Regions from separate parts of the Mus musculus genome. Here regions 1, 2, 4 and 5 are each linked to region 3. A link is a contact called in public HiChIP or PLAC-seq and promoter capture Hi-C data. All regions are on one chromosome and are shown on one strand. The core of a region is the stretch at or near the end of the contact, and the rest is flanking DNA. Distances in the headings are between cores, read along the strand shown. Region 1 has its middle 85 kb from the start of Gm34177. Region 2 holds the start of Susd4 (sushi domain containing 4). Region 3 holds the start of Mia3 (melanoma inhibitory activity 3). Region 4 overlaps Dusp10 (dual specificity phosphatase 10). Region 5 has its middle 68 kb from the start of Gm34177.

What was found. Promoter capture Hi-C pulls out the DNA fragments that hold promoters and counts their contacts. HiChIP or PLAC-seq counts read pairs in DNA pulled down with a chosen protein or histone mark.
Region 1: a contact with region 3 is called in an H3K4me3 HiChIP or PLAC-seq map of embryonic limb bud, with 5 times the contacts expected there. The contact joins the enhancer-like site here to the promoter of Mia3 in region 3. A contact is called at or near these places in 2 of 39 promoter capture datasets (the 3T3-L1 cell line and the C10 cell line), 4 of 484 Hi-C or Micro-C datasets (the N1E-115 cell line, adipose-derived mesenchymal stem cells, brown adipocytes and 1 more) and 4 of 115 datasets of contacts at active chromatin or transcription factors (bone marrow-derived macrophages, embryonic forebrain, embryonic limb bud and 1 more).
Region 2: a promoter capture Hi-C map of embryonic stem cells shows a contact between it and region 3, with 11 times the contacts expected there. The contact joins the promoter of Susd4 here to the promoter of Mia3 in region 3. A contact is called at or near these places in 6 of 39 promoter capture datasets (embryonic stem cells, hippocampal neurons, liver and 2 more) and 1 of 115 datasets of contacts at active chromatin or transcription factors (embryonic stem cells).
Region 4: a contact with region 3 is called in a FOXA1 HiChIP or PLAC-seq map of pancreatic cancer cells. The contact joins the enhancer-like site here to the promoter of Mia3 in region 3. A contact is called at or near these places in 1 of 484 Hi-C or Micro-C datasets (stem cell-derived neural stem cells), 7 of 115 datasets of contacts at active chromatin or transcription factors (the 230-238 cell line, the NIH/3T3 cell line, the SCID.adh cell line and 3 more) and 2 of 9 other capture datasets (embryonic tail and embryonic trunk).
Region 5: a FOXA1 HiChIP or PLAC-seq map of pancreatic cancer cells shows a contact between it and region 3. The contact joins the enhancer-like site here to the promoter of Mia3 in region 3. A contact is called at or near these places in 2 of 39 promoter capture datasets (the 3T3-L1 cell line and the C10 cell line), 1 of 15 datasets of contacts at CTCF or cohesin (large pre-B cells) and 4 of 115 datasets of contacts at active chromatin or transcription factors (astrocytes, large pre-B cells, pancreatic cancer cells and 1 more).

Annotation. Positions count from the first base shown.
Region 1 is chr1:184,243,361-184,246,179 of GRCm38.p6, forward strand. No RefSeq gene overlaps it. Among named protein-coding and RNA genes, the nearest start is that of Gm34177, 85 kb to the right of the region's middle. Within about 2 kb of position 1,546, at least 19 of the 459 cell types and tissues checked have an H3K27ac peak or open chromatin away from gene starts, as enhancers often do. A contact at or near this core is called in embryonic limb bud, where this site is marked.
Region 2 is chr1:182,762,775-182,765,499 of GRCm38.p6, forward strand. Susd4 (sushi domain containing 4) reads left to right here and starts at 1,442. Exons shown (of 9, transcript NM_001356461.1): 1 at 1,442-1,622; 2 at 2,232-2,414. The coding sequence starts at 2,267.
Region 3 is chr1:183,368,191-183,370,893 of GRCm38.p6, forward strand. It overlaps Mia3 (melanoma inhibitory activity 3), which reads right to left and starts at 1,375. Exons shown (of 26, transcript NM_177389.3): 1 at 1,207-1,375. The coding sequence starts at 1,339.
Region 4 is chr1:184,050,499-184,053,198 of GRCm38.p6, forward strand. All of the region lies in intron 2 of Dusp10 (dual specificity phosphatase 10), which reads left to right. Among named protein-coding and RNA genes, the nearest start is that of Dusp10, 17 kb to the left of the region's middle. Within about 2 kb of position 1,388, at least 114 of the 459 cell types and tissues checked have an H3K27ac peak or open chromatin away from gene starts, as enhancers often do. A contact at or near this core is called in the NIH/3T3 cell line, pancreatic cancer cells and stem cell-derived neural stem cells, where this site is marked.
Region 5 is chr1:184,259,627-184,262,326 of GRCm38.p6, forward strand. No RefSeq gene overlaps it. Among named protein-coding and RNA genes, the nearest start is that of Gm34177, 68 kb to the right of the region's middle. Within about 2 kb of position 1,290, at least 82 of the 459 cell types and tissues checked have an H3K27ac peak or open chromatin away from gene starts, as enhancers often do. A contact at or near this core is called in pancreatic cancer cells, where this site is marked.

The DNA.
Region 1 (2,819 bases), core at 296-2,795, 880 kb after region 3:
TTAACTTCAATTTTTCTTTTTCTTCTTTTTCTTTTATAAATGCATGGGTAAGTCACAATTTCCCTTTAGCTCCTTCAAACATCTATGGCATCAAGCATCAATCACCGTATCAAAGTATGTATGGGCTTAATACACAGGTCTTCAGAGTGAGTAGAACCTGCAAAGAACAGTACAGCTGAAAATGTCTCCAGCCAGGATCCTTTATAGTGGTGTGAATCCATAAACATTGTCTAAATATCAGACAGGGAAGCCCAGAATAAAGGTGCTCGCTCTAGTCTGAAACTAAGGACATGCTCTCGCTCTCTTACTCTCTTGCCTCTCTCTTGCCTCTTGTCCCCTTGCTCCCCATTTCCTTCCCCCTTCTCTCCACGTGATCATGGCCAGCCCCTATTTCTCTGCTCTCTCCTTCTCTCTGCCTTTCTCTGCCTCTGCTACTCTCTTAACTCCCCTCCCCATGCCCTGAATAAACTCTATTCTATATAAAAAGAAAGAGAGAGAGAGAGAGAGAGAGAGAGAGAGAAAGAGAAAGAGAGAAAGAGAGAAAGAGAGAAAGAGAGAAAGAGAGAAAGAGAGAAAGAGAGAAAGAGAGAAAGAGAGAAAGAGAGAAAGAGAGAAAGAGAGAAAGAAGAGGAGAGGAGAGGAGAGGAGAGGAGAGGAGAGGAGAGGAGAGGAGAGGAGAGGAGAGGAGAAGAAAAAAAAGTAAGGCCACTGAAGATGTGTTTGTCACTCTAACAAAATCCAATACACAAACCTTTTCCTACATACTTGCTACAGAAGTGCTTGTGGGAAAGTCTGGCTTTAAAGAAGCCAGAGAAATCCATAACTGAGATAGTGAGGAATGCAGAGGTCACCGCTCATTTTAGACAAATCTGAAATCAAAGTAGCCCCGAGGTGATGCCATGAAAATTAGGGGAATTTTGTTTTTTTATTAATACAAATTGGATTTGTTCTAACTCTTTCAGAAACGGAGGGCAGGGCAGCCCAAGGCATCTTCCTTCTTGTAACTGTATCTGCTCCATTGCAGATTGCCTCTCCCCCAAACAACTGTTAATAGCTTGGTCCCAAGAAAAGCGATACTGTATTTTAGCTTGTGTGGTGGGACTGTTGCCTAGCACTGCAGTAAATTTTACACAGCAGTTGGCTGTGGGATCAAACTAGCCGGGCTAAATGAATTAAGCAATCGTATCATACTGCAGGGTGTATTAAGAAGCATGCCCGAATTAGGGCACTCGATATTCCCGTCTCACGGTCCCACTTCCGCCCCCATAATGCTTTGGCCCAGCAGGCTGTAATTTGATATTGAACAGGGTTCTTATTAAGTAGATACAATGAAATAACAGTGAGTTTTGGTTGCATTAGTAGAGTTAAATGCACTTTATTAGCGCTCATTAAGAGGAATGGGAAAGGTAGAGGTAAGGATTCATTAGCCGAGAGCAGCCCCCGAGAGGCTGAGCGATTAAACAGCTCAAGGGGCCAAGCGCAGGATCCGGGCCACACACAGCAGAGTCTAAAAGTGCGTCCTTTCCCCCGTGACTAAAATGTTTGAGAATAGTTTGGGGAAGAAATGTTAGGTCCAACTGCAGGTCAGCTGAAAGTATGTGCTTCTTTTCCAGAGCTGTTAATTTGACAAAAGGCAGAAGCCCCATAAAGAGAGCGCAAATTATGATTTATGTTTTAGAAGAGAAAGGAAGTTGTATACGTTTGGGAATTTGGGGCCGGGGGGCTGGGGGTAGGGCGGAATCCTGCTACCAGCTATTCAGTTTTAAAGCATATTCCGTGAAAACGGCTTTTACTCTTCTTTGATTTTAGAGGGAGAAACACTTCCAGTAGAAACACTTATACACAAAGCGAATTTCTTTCCTTCTTAAGCGCCTCATTAGTAACGCCTGCCCTGTAAGAATAAACTCTTTCCAGCTGGAGGGATGGCTCGACAATTAAGGGTGCTTACTGCTCTTCTCCAGAGTCTAGTTCCCAGCCCGACACCCTGTGACTCCAGGTCCAAGGGATCCAACACCCTCTTCTGGCTGCTCGGAGCACCTACGAGCACGTGGGTATACTCATTCGCACATATAAACAGCAGCAACAAACATGGTTGTTGTTGGGGTTTTTTAAACTAACAAAAGATGAAAAATTTAGCAAACATGATCTCCCTGATTCAACCATGACCTAAGTCGCTACTTTTTAAAAATGCTGTGACAGGTGGCCTCTTCCAGGTCTCCATGGCAGCTTGGCTTTCTTATTTTAATATTTCTTATTTTAATATTTTGCCGTATTCGGGGATGAGGACTGGACCTGGATCAAATCAGATGCATATACCCAGCCACACCCTGGTACTCTGAAATGAAATATCCCCACCCCAAATGAAGTAAATGCTATTTTAAACCGCCATCCGTCCTTAGTTAAAAGTCACTAAGTATACTTTTGAGCTAAAGGCTTATGTAAATTTTAAACAACTCTGGACAGCTGAATTGGGGAGTCTGATTGTTCCTGTTACATCTGATGTTGTGTTAAGGTCTGATCTACACCTTAAGCAGTGGGCAGTTGCGTAACACTCTGGGCTACAGTCCTAATAACTCCCTTTTTTGCATTTATCTGTGGTCTAAAGGAGTGTGCCCCAAATGTACAGTGTTAAAGGCTTGACTTCAAGGTGTCACTGTTGGGGCAATTCTTTTGGAGCTGGCACCCCAGACTTCCCTACTGATACTGTTGCCTGCTGACTCATGGTCTATGCAGTTTCTCCAACACATGATCCCGCCATGATTATCACCCTTGCCAGAGGCTCAAAGTAAGAGAGCCTTTTAACCTTGAACTGGAACCCC
Region 2 (2,725 bases), core at 192-2,691, 610 kb before region 3:
GAAACACAGAAAAATGCCCAAGTAATGCTTTGGGCTTCAGAGTTCAGGCTTTAGCAGAAATGCATTTGTGATAACCAAAACTGTTCAACTTACTCCGTGCAAAGCTGACATCTCAATTTTACAAATCGAAAAAAAAAATCAACAACATTGAACTAGATTTATCTACTAAAAGCTAATTTCTCCTGCAAGAATTTGTTAAAATTACTCGCAGTAAAAGCCAACACGGTAAAAGCTGTAATTTCCAAACTACCTTCAGTATGTGAGATTTTGGGAAAGTCGATAGAAGGACGAGATGATTTGGTGGCTGTATCAGAAACATGGTTTTTCATATCCACAAATTGCTACAGAATAATGGGGATCCAGTGGTTCAAAAATACTGCCTGCCGGCCCTACCTCATTAAGGCACACCCCTTAATCACCAAGGCTCACACAAGTACCCTAGGAGCCGGCCCAGACCTCAGAGGGAGGTCTAGCTTGCTGGGGAACAGCAAAGGTTGGGAGAACAGAGCTAGCAGCAGGCTGAACTTAAGACACCAGGAAGGGACCGCTGACCAGGGGAACGTTCTTTCCTGGGGACCCCTGATCCTTTCGGGTTCTTACCCAAAGGAAATAAGCTTCCGGTGATATCCAGCTTTCCCGCATTGGCACCCATCATCTCACTGCCCGGTCACTTGTCTCCCTGAGGGAGAGCCTCTCAAGAGAAAGCTCCGAGAGATGCTTGCGTCTATCTCCAAGGCAGCCAAGAGGGAAAATGCCGACGGTGCAAGGGACGGGAGACAGAGACCCAGCCTCCTCGGGCTGTCCACTGGGCTCTAGGGGAAGCTCACACCCGTGGAGATGTTCGGGGTCACCAAGAACTTGAGGTTTTAGCAGCAAGGGTTGTGCTTACACCGCCCCATTCAAGTTAACCCTGTCATCGGTGATGGTCCTGGGTGGGATCATCCTGTCCACCTCCACCTTCGAGGTCACAGCCTCTGGTGGCACACACGGGGCTAAGGGCTCCAGAGGCCACTGGTGAAGGATCGCGGCGCAGACCTGCGGTGTGTGCGCGTGCGTGTGCCTGGGTATGTGTGCGTGCATACGCGTATGCGCGTGTGTGAATGCGTGTGCGTGTGTGCCGCCGCCTGGCGACTCGTGCCCGACAGGTGCAGGCGCGCCGGCTTCCCATTGGCCACGGCGTCCTCCTCCGCCCACGCCATCCCCTTACCCCTGCTACCGGCGCTGGCTGGGACCCGCCGAGGCGCGTGCAGGCCCGCGCGCCCCTGCCCTTCCCGCGCGCGCCCGGGCCTCGTCCCTTCCTCCCCCTCTCCGCGCCGCCGCCGCGCGCTCCCGAGCTCAGGTAGCGGGCGCGCGCAGCCCGGCAGCCGTGGCCCTCGTCACCCCCGCCCCCGGCCACTCGGGGGAGCCCGGGGAGGGAGCGCGCGGCGGGACGGGCGGGGGCGGTGTAGCCCGGCAGCCGCCGAGGCTTCCGTCTCGCTCGCTCGCTCGCTCCTCTGTCTTGCTCGCTCGCTCGCTTGCTTGCTCGCGCAGAGGCGGCAGCAGAGGTCGCGCACAGATGCGGGTTAGACTGGCGGGGGGAGGAGGCGGAGGAGGGAAGGAAGCTGCATGCATGAGACCCACAGGTAAGAGCCGGAGCCCGGAAGGGGCTTGCCTGCCCCGGGGAGGCGTGCGCAGGCCGGGCTGGGCGAGTTGGCTCCTGGCTCAGCTCCCCTAAGGGAGGAATTTTTAAAATAAAAATAACAGCTCAGATTTCATAAGGGACTGGGGCAATAGGAGCCTCCCAATCCTTGGAAAAGCAGAGAAGTATCCAGGGGCAGCAGGGGGCACATTGTGAGATTCCTCAGAGTGAAATGTACAGGCCCGGGGAAAAGTGTTTTCTCAGCCGCTTGATGCTATAAGGCTTTAGACTTTCCTGTCATGATCAGAGCCGCTGAATCCCGGGGACCAGCACAGAGCCAGTGTGCACTAACCCCTGTCCTCTCTCCCCTCCTCCATCCCTCCCGCACGCGCAGTATCCCATGGTGGCTGCTACTCTCTGGACCCTGCATGGGGGGTGGCAGGGAGGATCTCGCTGTGGGAAAGGGGGCGGGGGCTGCGCAGGGGCGAACAGGGATGGGATGGGATGGAGCCCGCAAAGCCCAGGCACCGGGCCCCCAGGGTGGAGGAGGGAGAGCTTGGCCCCAGAGCCCGGGCAACCCCGGGGTATTGTCGTGTTCCGCTCCTGGTTGCAGACTCTCGCAAGCTGGATGCCCTCTGTGGATGAAAGATGTATCATGGAATGAACCCGAGCAATGGAGATGGATTTCTAGAGCAGCAGCTGCAGCAACAGCAGCCTCAGTCCCCCCAGAGACTCTTGGCCGTGATCCTGTGGTTTCAACTGGCGCTGTGCTTTGGCCCTGCACAGCTCACGGGTGGTGAGTGACCCCGCTGTGGTGGGGGGAGCTTTGAATGGCCCAGCAGGGAGGGGAGACTGTACCGACCGGACAGCACTGCGCCTTCTGCATACGTGCAGACTTTAGGGGTGCCTGAGAAATAGAGTCCCTGTGTCCCAGCCTTCTGCAAAACCCCTGGAGTTCACAGAAAATTGTGTGGAACCGGTGTAGGTTCGCACACCCACCGGCAGCCCAATTGGGCTTTTCTGAAGGAAGGATAAGAAGCCTGGCACATTTTCCCATTTTGGCCCAGAGGAAAAAGAGGATCAAAGGAGTGTGTGGGGGTGGGGGTG
Region 3 (2,703 bases), core at 125-2,624:
ACCTTCGCTGTTTATTTACAGTGGCCCTGGGTTACAGCTAGGACCTAGAATCTCAGCGACATAAATTACAGGCGCCCCTTTTTTTTCTTTAATGGTATTGGAGTAAACCATTCAAGTTATGCATTTTGCTTTTTCCTTTTTTTTTTCATAACACCAATTGAAATACAAATGGCTAACCTGCACTCTTCTTAGTCTTTTAGAATGAATACTTTTCTGAATGGACTGCTGTGATTTGTGAAGGACATCGTCAGTGAGTTACAGTTTCTGGAAACCAACCTAAAAACAGTATTATTCTGGGTAGGAGTAAGTCCCAGCAACATAGGGAACTAAGGAAAGGGCTGGACGGGTTCCTGAGACCCTTGGAGTATTTATTATCACCGTTACAGTAGTAGCCCTCTTCTAATCCTAACCTTCCCCATGGCCCACCTCCAACCCTGGCACCTCCAACCTAGGACTAGGGCGCGACTGCGCACAGAGAAGGCGGCTGCGGTTCTCAGGTAGTGACAGGTGCAGTAACTTGGCTGGTTAAAGAACGAAAGATTTTGACCTTCCCGCAGCCCTGCTTGGGAGCTGGCAAAAGGCTTCTATGCAAAAGAGCGACGGGACTGAAGGAGAAAACCGGGGAGACCACAGAATGCACTGCTTGCTTGGCCTCGGGATTCATCCCAAACCTAAACTCCAGTTCCTCTGGTTCCAAAGATGATGTGAGCTGGTCCCAATGCAGCCAAGAGGGCAGCGCCGAGGTGCCTTCTGGAGGAACCCCGCCGTCAATCGGCCGCTAGGATTGCGCCCCAGATCTCTAAGCGCGTGGATCTCGGTCTTGAGTGGACCCAGGTCCCCGCGGCCGGCGTTAAAACGCTCTTGGCTGCAGCATGGGGCGCCCAGGATGCGGGGGCGAGCCACCCCATCACCCTGGGAGCCCAAGGGGAGTGCGGGGATAAGGAAGCAGAGAGCAGCACCCTGGAAACCCGGCTGGGTCTGCGGCGCCCCCCGGCAGGGTCAGAGGAGCAGAGAGCAAATCCGGCAACAAGTGGTAGGCACGGCCTCTATGGCAGGGCTAGCCGGGCGATAGCCGAGTAAAGCGTACCAGCGCGGGCTCCGCGGGCCTGCGACCCCCTAGGCCAGGTGCCGGCTGTGGGACTCCGACCCGCGCAGCCACCGCAGCCACCCGGGAACCGGCCGCCCGCCCCGCCACCCCGGACTCACTGCTGCACTCTTCGTCCCCGCACACTTTGAGGTCCGAGAAACGCCGTCCGTGGCTGAGATCCGACTGGCCCGGGACCCACCAGAGCGCCCCCAGCACGAACAGCCAGAAGAGCAGCCCCGGCGCCGCAGCCATGTTGTGGCCACCGCGGGCCCGGGTGACGCGGAGGCCGCCGGCGGGCGGTGTCGGGGGCGGGGCAGGAGCGGGCGGTGCCGGGGGAGGCGCCCAAGAGGCGGGCTGCTGCGAGTGACACGTCAGCAAGGGCTCAGCAAGGGATGCGCGGTGACTTGGAGGAGGCCTTGGCGTCCCTCCCGAACTGCTACCTTGACGACCGTCAGAGGCACCTTCCCCTCGCCCAATCGCAAGCCTCGACTCGGGCGCCTTCACAGACGACCCTCCGCGTCACCAGGTTCGTCACTCCGCATCTCAGCGCCATCCCAACAGGTTTTTCGTCTTCCTCCTACAGCTTCGGATTTCTGGTCCATGCTAAACAGCCATCTCTCTCCATCACTTCTTCCAACTACCGCTTTTAGTTCTGAACCGCCAAGTCCCACACAGGACTGGACACAGTGTGTAACTGATCCATGCACAACCCCCGACCCTAACACACACACTTCAAACTCCATGGGGTTCTTTGGGACCTCCATGGCTCTCTTTTAGTTCAGTGGAGTAGTGGGTGAGACAGTAAATTAGAAAGTGTCATCCTTTAAGGAGAGGGGTGGTGGACAGTGATCCTCTGCCCACGATCTTCAGATTCCTGTCGCTGTCCATAAAGGACATAAGAACATAAAGTCATTTAGTCTAGCACCAACGTGTTCAGCTTCCATCTCCTTTGACAGAACTGTAGGCCAGACCCACTCCGTGGCACACCCGAATGCCCTCATGTTGCCAATAGCTACTGTCTCAATGTTCTCCTTAAGCTTCCTTATAACTCCGTATTTCCAAGTAACATGCAATGGCTTTACCACAGACTGCCCTGTCTCTCTGTCCCTTTATCCTGTTTCCTGGCTTTCTTCCCCTCTTCTGTTAGGTTCACTCAAATAGAGCAGCCCACTCCTCCCACCCCTCAAATAACTCTATAGGAGCTATTGTTTATGTGGTGCTGGAGTCTGGGCGTGCTCACCGACAGTGCTGAGCTACATCCCCACTCTAACTTGTTTTGTTTCCGCTTGTTCTTCATTGCCTAGGGAGGTACCCGGGTCTTGTGATGTGCTCAACAACAATCTGCTGCATGAACCACAGTCCCGATGTAAACACACACACACACACACACACACACACACACACAGACTCCATGGAGTTCTTTCAGACCTCTAGTGCTCTCCCCACAGCAGCATCCTCAACACCAAATCTGCAGATACGTTTATTGTTAGATGGGGACATATCTGTCAGAGCGACTACATTCTCACCCCACTGTTTCCTGTTGTTCTGGGTGCCACCGGGGTATGAAAGCACACCAAAGTAATTTAAACGTCTTCTTATGTCTACAGAATAGAATT
Region 4 (2,700 bases), core at 138-2,637, 680 kb after region 3:
CATTGAACACTTGGGCTACATTGCTTGGACCGTGAGATCCCTTCTAAGATTTTGTCTCCCCAGCCAACCCCTGAGGTGTGTACCTATACCTGGCTTTCACGTGGTTGCCAAGGAGTGCAAACTCACGTCCTCATGCCTCTTCTGCTTGCATTTGACTACTGGGCGGTCTCCCCAGCCCACCTTCCACATCTTCTATAAAACGTTTGGAAAACGTTCTGAGGCCTGAGAACCAGATGCTCCAAAGTTGTCCAAATCATGACCTTGACATTCATCTCCGAGGGACCTCTGCTTTCCTGGTTCTCAGTGAACAGCTTTTCCACACTGTGGAGTGGGATTCCTGGCTGGCTGGGACTGACTGGTGGTGGCTGGTGGCTCTGACATTAACCCTTGAGGTCCATGGACATCATTTTGTGACTCAGCAGGTCCCAGCTCCTTCCTTCCTTCAGCTTTTCTTCCTTACCTTCCCAGAGCTCTTCAGAGCTCTCAAATCTTTCAGATCTGGCCACATGGTGTCTTCCAGGGGTCTTTGCCCATCAAAAGCCATTATCCGTGGTGGCTTTGTTTTGTTAAGGATTGCAGTGTGTGCTGATGTGATGTACAAACTTGGGAACAGAACTCTTGTCAGATAATGGGGTGGAGTGTTCTTTTCTGGAGAAAAGTGGCTATTTCATCTATGGGGAGACAGCTCACTTTCTGGTGCAATGCAGCTTGTAGAACCATCATTTTCTGTTACTGGTTGCTAACTCTGTCCATGTGAACACATGCTTGCACATACAAACACATGCTCCTTTCTGTTAACATGGCCAGATAGTAATGACTTTGGCACTCAGCAGGGACTCCTTGAATGGGGACATCACCTTTACCTGAGCTGTTGTCTCCTGGTAGCTATGCCCTGCCTGATTCTGGTCGCTAGAGCTAGTTGAAGCAGCTCTGAATCATACTTATCAGATTTCAGAAACCCTTCTTGGGTTGCAGTGTGAAAGACTCAGCTGCATGTTGAAACCATAATTTGGTCAAATATGTTATTAGTGTTAATTTTGGCCTGTTTCCCTTTACATTTCAGGGTAGTGACTAGAAAAAATAGTCTTGCCATGTAGTATCCTGCTGACATTTCTATCCAGTGAGGCCAATCTTTGTATAATGATAAGTTATCATTTCTTTCTAAGATGAGAAAATAGAGGCTGAGAGTGGTTCACAGAATCACTTGGAGTCACACCGAAGTCGCCTGAAGTCTAGGCTGACTCCCAGGTCCACAACATTTATGGCTATGGACTTGTAAATTGATTTTTTTTTCTGCCCTCTGTCCCTGAGTTGTGGGAGATGATCTCTCACCCTCTGGAATCTACAGAGAGATAAGAGTGCCTGAGCTGCTCCTGCAGAGCCCCTTGGCTCACACCTGAGTTTATGTTAATGAGATGACTCAGGGGACAAGCTGGTCATCTATCAGAAGGGCCAGCCCTGTGACTGGCCCGGAAGCTTGGAATGTAGCCAGCCTCCGCAGAAGAGGCAAGCTGGACTGAGGATTAAGTTCAGACACGGGGCTGATGATGAATCAAGTCCAGTTGCACCTAGTGAAACATGATCCTGAAGAACACAGAAGCCTGGCCCTCGAAGCTCAGGCAGGCATCCTCCTTGCACACAGGGACATGCCAGCAGGGTAAATAGAGTGTCTTCATTTCACACGACTGAACAGAGAAGTGCACGGTGTGGAATACTAGGGCCTACGTTGTGCAGCTTTCATTTTGCTGGCCCTGGCTTGCATCCTTTATAGTGAAGCCATTAATTAGCACAAACAAAAGTGCTTTCCTGAGTTCAGCGAATCATCCTAGTGGATTCTTGAACCCCGGGTATTATGGGGAAGCAAAGAACTAGTGACAATTTAGTCAGAGGTGTCAGAGGCCTGAGAGACACCACACTTACAACTGGCAGTGAGGCCAACGCTGTTGGGGATTGTGGTGGCTTTCTGTAAGAGTCAATCTTGGAGTCGCTGTCAGAGCTGTGTCAGAGCTGCATTGCAGTATTCTGAGATGAAAGCACCCAGTGTCTGCTTGAAGGCCCTGGTGGTGAGAGAACACCGTAGCACTTGGTAAGATAGCAAGACTTGTTTCCCTAACCCCATTTCCTTGGAGACAAGAGGCAGCCTTCACTCTAGTCTTACAAAATGATGTGGTCTTGGGAAGACTGCTTTAGACTGCAAGGCTTCCAGGTCAGCAGGAAGACCTGTGATATTTCTAGGCCCAAGACCTTCCCACCTTTGGAGGCCCCCTCTATTTCAACTCCTAGGTGTCACCTGAGGGGTGTGGTGGCCCAGCATGCTGGCCTCTTTCTTACAAGAAATTCTTGAATATTGATGTTGAGATTTTGTTCCAGTAAGGAAAGCACTGTGTGGGAAAACCCTAAGTAAGGGATTTGCATTACTTGGTCATTTGCATTGTTAGGATTCATACTTGTGGCGTGTCTCACTTTGTTTCAAAAATATGGTGTCATATCCAACAGCGCCTTTTCTGTGGACACCCCTGTTTGGATATTTTAGCCATGGTCTTGTATGGTTATTTTTGGTCTATTTTGTTTTGCTTTCTCCTTCCTGGCTTAAAATAGACAAGGTCCCCCCACCCCCACCCCCACCTCCAAGGCCATTAGTTTTTAGCTTTGCTCAGACTAGTCCAGTCCAGCAAAGCCTTCTTAGGTCACCAAGCTCCT
Region 5 (2,700 bases), core at 40-2,539, 890 kb after region 3:
TTTCTGTTCACTGTTTCCTGCCTTGTGTCAAGTGGGTTGCATATGTTGTCATTACCTGCAACAAAGCCACAAAGTGTAATCTCTCTTCATTTCGCTCGGGATGAACGGAGCCCACGGGGACAAGGTAGGGTTTGGGTTTTGAGTTCCTCTACTATGCATGTTTTTCCTTTTCTACTTTTTTAACTTCTAAAAGACACACAGCCACCTCTATTTGTAAGAACACCGTTGAGTGACGTCACACACTTAGAAGGTCTCATGTGTCACTATCCTGCACCTTTACAACCTTTGTCTCTCATAAATCCAAACCCCGACACCACTAAACAGGAACCACCCTTTCTGTTCTCCTCCTAGGCCCCCAGGAGGCACGCACAGCGTATTACAAATTTCCCTTGCTCTCAGAAGCTGAATAACGCTTGGCTTTCTTTATCTGCCCATCTATCAGTTTGTACTTGAGTCGAGTCTGTGGTGTTTTTAGCTATGCGAAACACTGATGTAGAAATGTTCCCCTGAGAGCCTGTTTCCGGTCCTTTTTAGAATGGACTCAGATGCTCCACTGTTCGAACCCTAGAGCCTCCTCACTGGCCCTTTGCTTTGCTGCTGTCAAGATCTTTTCTTTGCTGCCCAGGTTTCCTTTCTTGTCCTACTTTAGTTCCCTGCAGGATAAAATTCTGTTTGCCCCATAAGTCTCTCTGGTTGGCTCTTAGTTCAGTCCCTTGCACACAGTAGGCACTCAATAACTAATGACTAACTAGATAAATGCTCACTGTATCCCTGGTGCAAAGTCTTATGGTGGTAGGAGACACACATGACCTCGAGTCTGAAGATGGTGGAGAGTTTAGAAGAAGCTTGCTAAACAAAGGAAGCCCTCCTGTCTTCTAGAATAGGAAGTATACAGGGCTCTATACTTCCTGGGGCTTCTTCCAAGACCCCATGGCACCTGGATCAAGAGTCAAGACTGAGCATGCTGGAGAGTTGTCCAAGCTAGGTCAACTCCAATTTGGCAGAAATAGGCCTACAGCTTTTTCTCTGGGGTTCTTTCTCCCAACATCACACATGGATGCTAATTAGTCAGGCACGCCTTGATGCAGAACACTTGTGACCCAGGGAATTGGAGGGAGAAGCTGAAAGGGCAGCTGTGAAACAGCAGGGGCAAGGGAAGGGGAAGGGGAAGAGACTAGAAGCTGCTCTCCAGAAATAAATGCAAGTGAAATCAGGTCCAGTGAGAAGCAACTGGAGAAACAAGCCTGGTAGTCTCACAGCTGGGTGCCTTTGCTTAAAATACCCAGCCCTCACTTTAGGAAAGTCCCTTCCACACAGGAACATGCTGTGCTGAGAGATCTCAGAGGCTGAACCCCCTAGTGAAATGCTGACTTCAACTTTCGTTTTCACCCTGACAGGCACAGAAGTAACTTCTAAGCAAGGGCCTTGATTGTCATAAATTCACACCAGGTTGTGGTGCTGGCTTCTGTCTCACAGATGGGGAAACTGAGGCCCGGCTTAATGTAGCAATCTGCTTTCCTAGCATTCTCGGTATTTCCATCCAGATCAGGGCTCTGGATTTGGACTGTGTTCCCTGGGAAATGACCAGCGTGGTCTCCATGGTGCTGCAAACACACCCATTGAGTGGCTGCCTGGTGGCTTAGCGTGGCAGATGCGTGCTCTTCTCCCAGATCTGCCCTGGCATCCCTGGTATTTCCTGTAGATACCATCAAGAGGACATGCCATAGGCTTTGGTTTCAAAGACCAATGAAATAGGACGTGACCCATCGCCATGACTCACTTTTAGGGACTTTCTCCTGAGGAGAGCCACACAAATAGCCTGGTGACAGACTCTACTCATGTTGGTAGAGCACACACCCTGCTTCCCAATGGCTGGAAGGCAGCTGCACTAATGAACACACATTCATTAACAGAACGCAGCACTGTAAAGGCCCGTGAGGATTAAAGTGCTCTGGTGCCAGCTGTCATTCACTTACTGCTTCGTGAGGGATGCATCAGAATGCTATCCATGTAAGAGGAATTGCACACAGATCCTATTCCAGTCTGCCTATAGTCTAGCGAATGCCATTATCCGATTGGAAGTAACAGTTTGCTCAAAGTGAAGCAACACAGTTGCAAAGTCACAACAGAAGACACATTCCTACTTGGTCCAGCTGGCATCTACCTGCTCACAGGCCCCAGGGACCAGGCTTCTTTCTCATCCAAATCCCTGCCTTTCAATCACACAGGCCCCATCTACTGTCTGTCTCACCTCCCTGCCCCGTGTCAAGACCTCTTCCCAAGTCATCATCAGACCCACGGGCCTCACACGTCCCTCTCGGCTCCTGCTCACGCATGCTGTGTTAGTGACAGGGTATCATCAGTCTGACCGAGAAGCTGACTCTGAGTGTCCAGGTCTGTGAGAATGCCTGATTTCCCTTCCCTGTGAGGTACAGTCCTACAGATTTCAATAAGATGTATCATGGCCACACCTGGGGTCCAGCATGGTGGCAGCACCTCTTTGGTATTGTCCTTCATGGCCACATCTCTCCTGTACCTGCAGTTCACGACTGTCACTGTTCTCATAGCACGTTACAGCTTGAGACTGGCTCCTTTTACCCCCAGCATTTATGTGCAGTGCAGGCTGCCTTCTTTCTACTGAAGGACATTTGAGTTGTATACAGCTACCTCGAACATATTGGTTATGCAAACATACCTTTT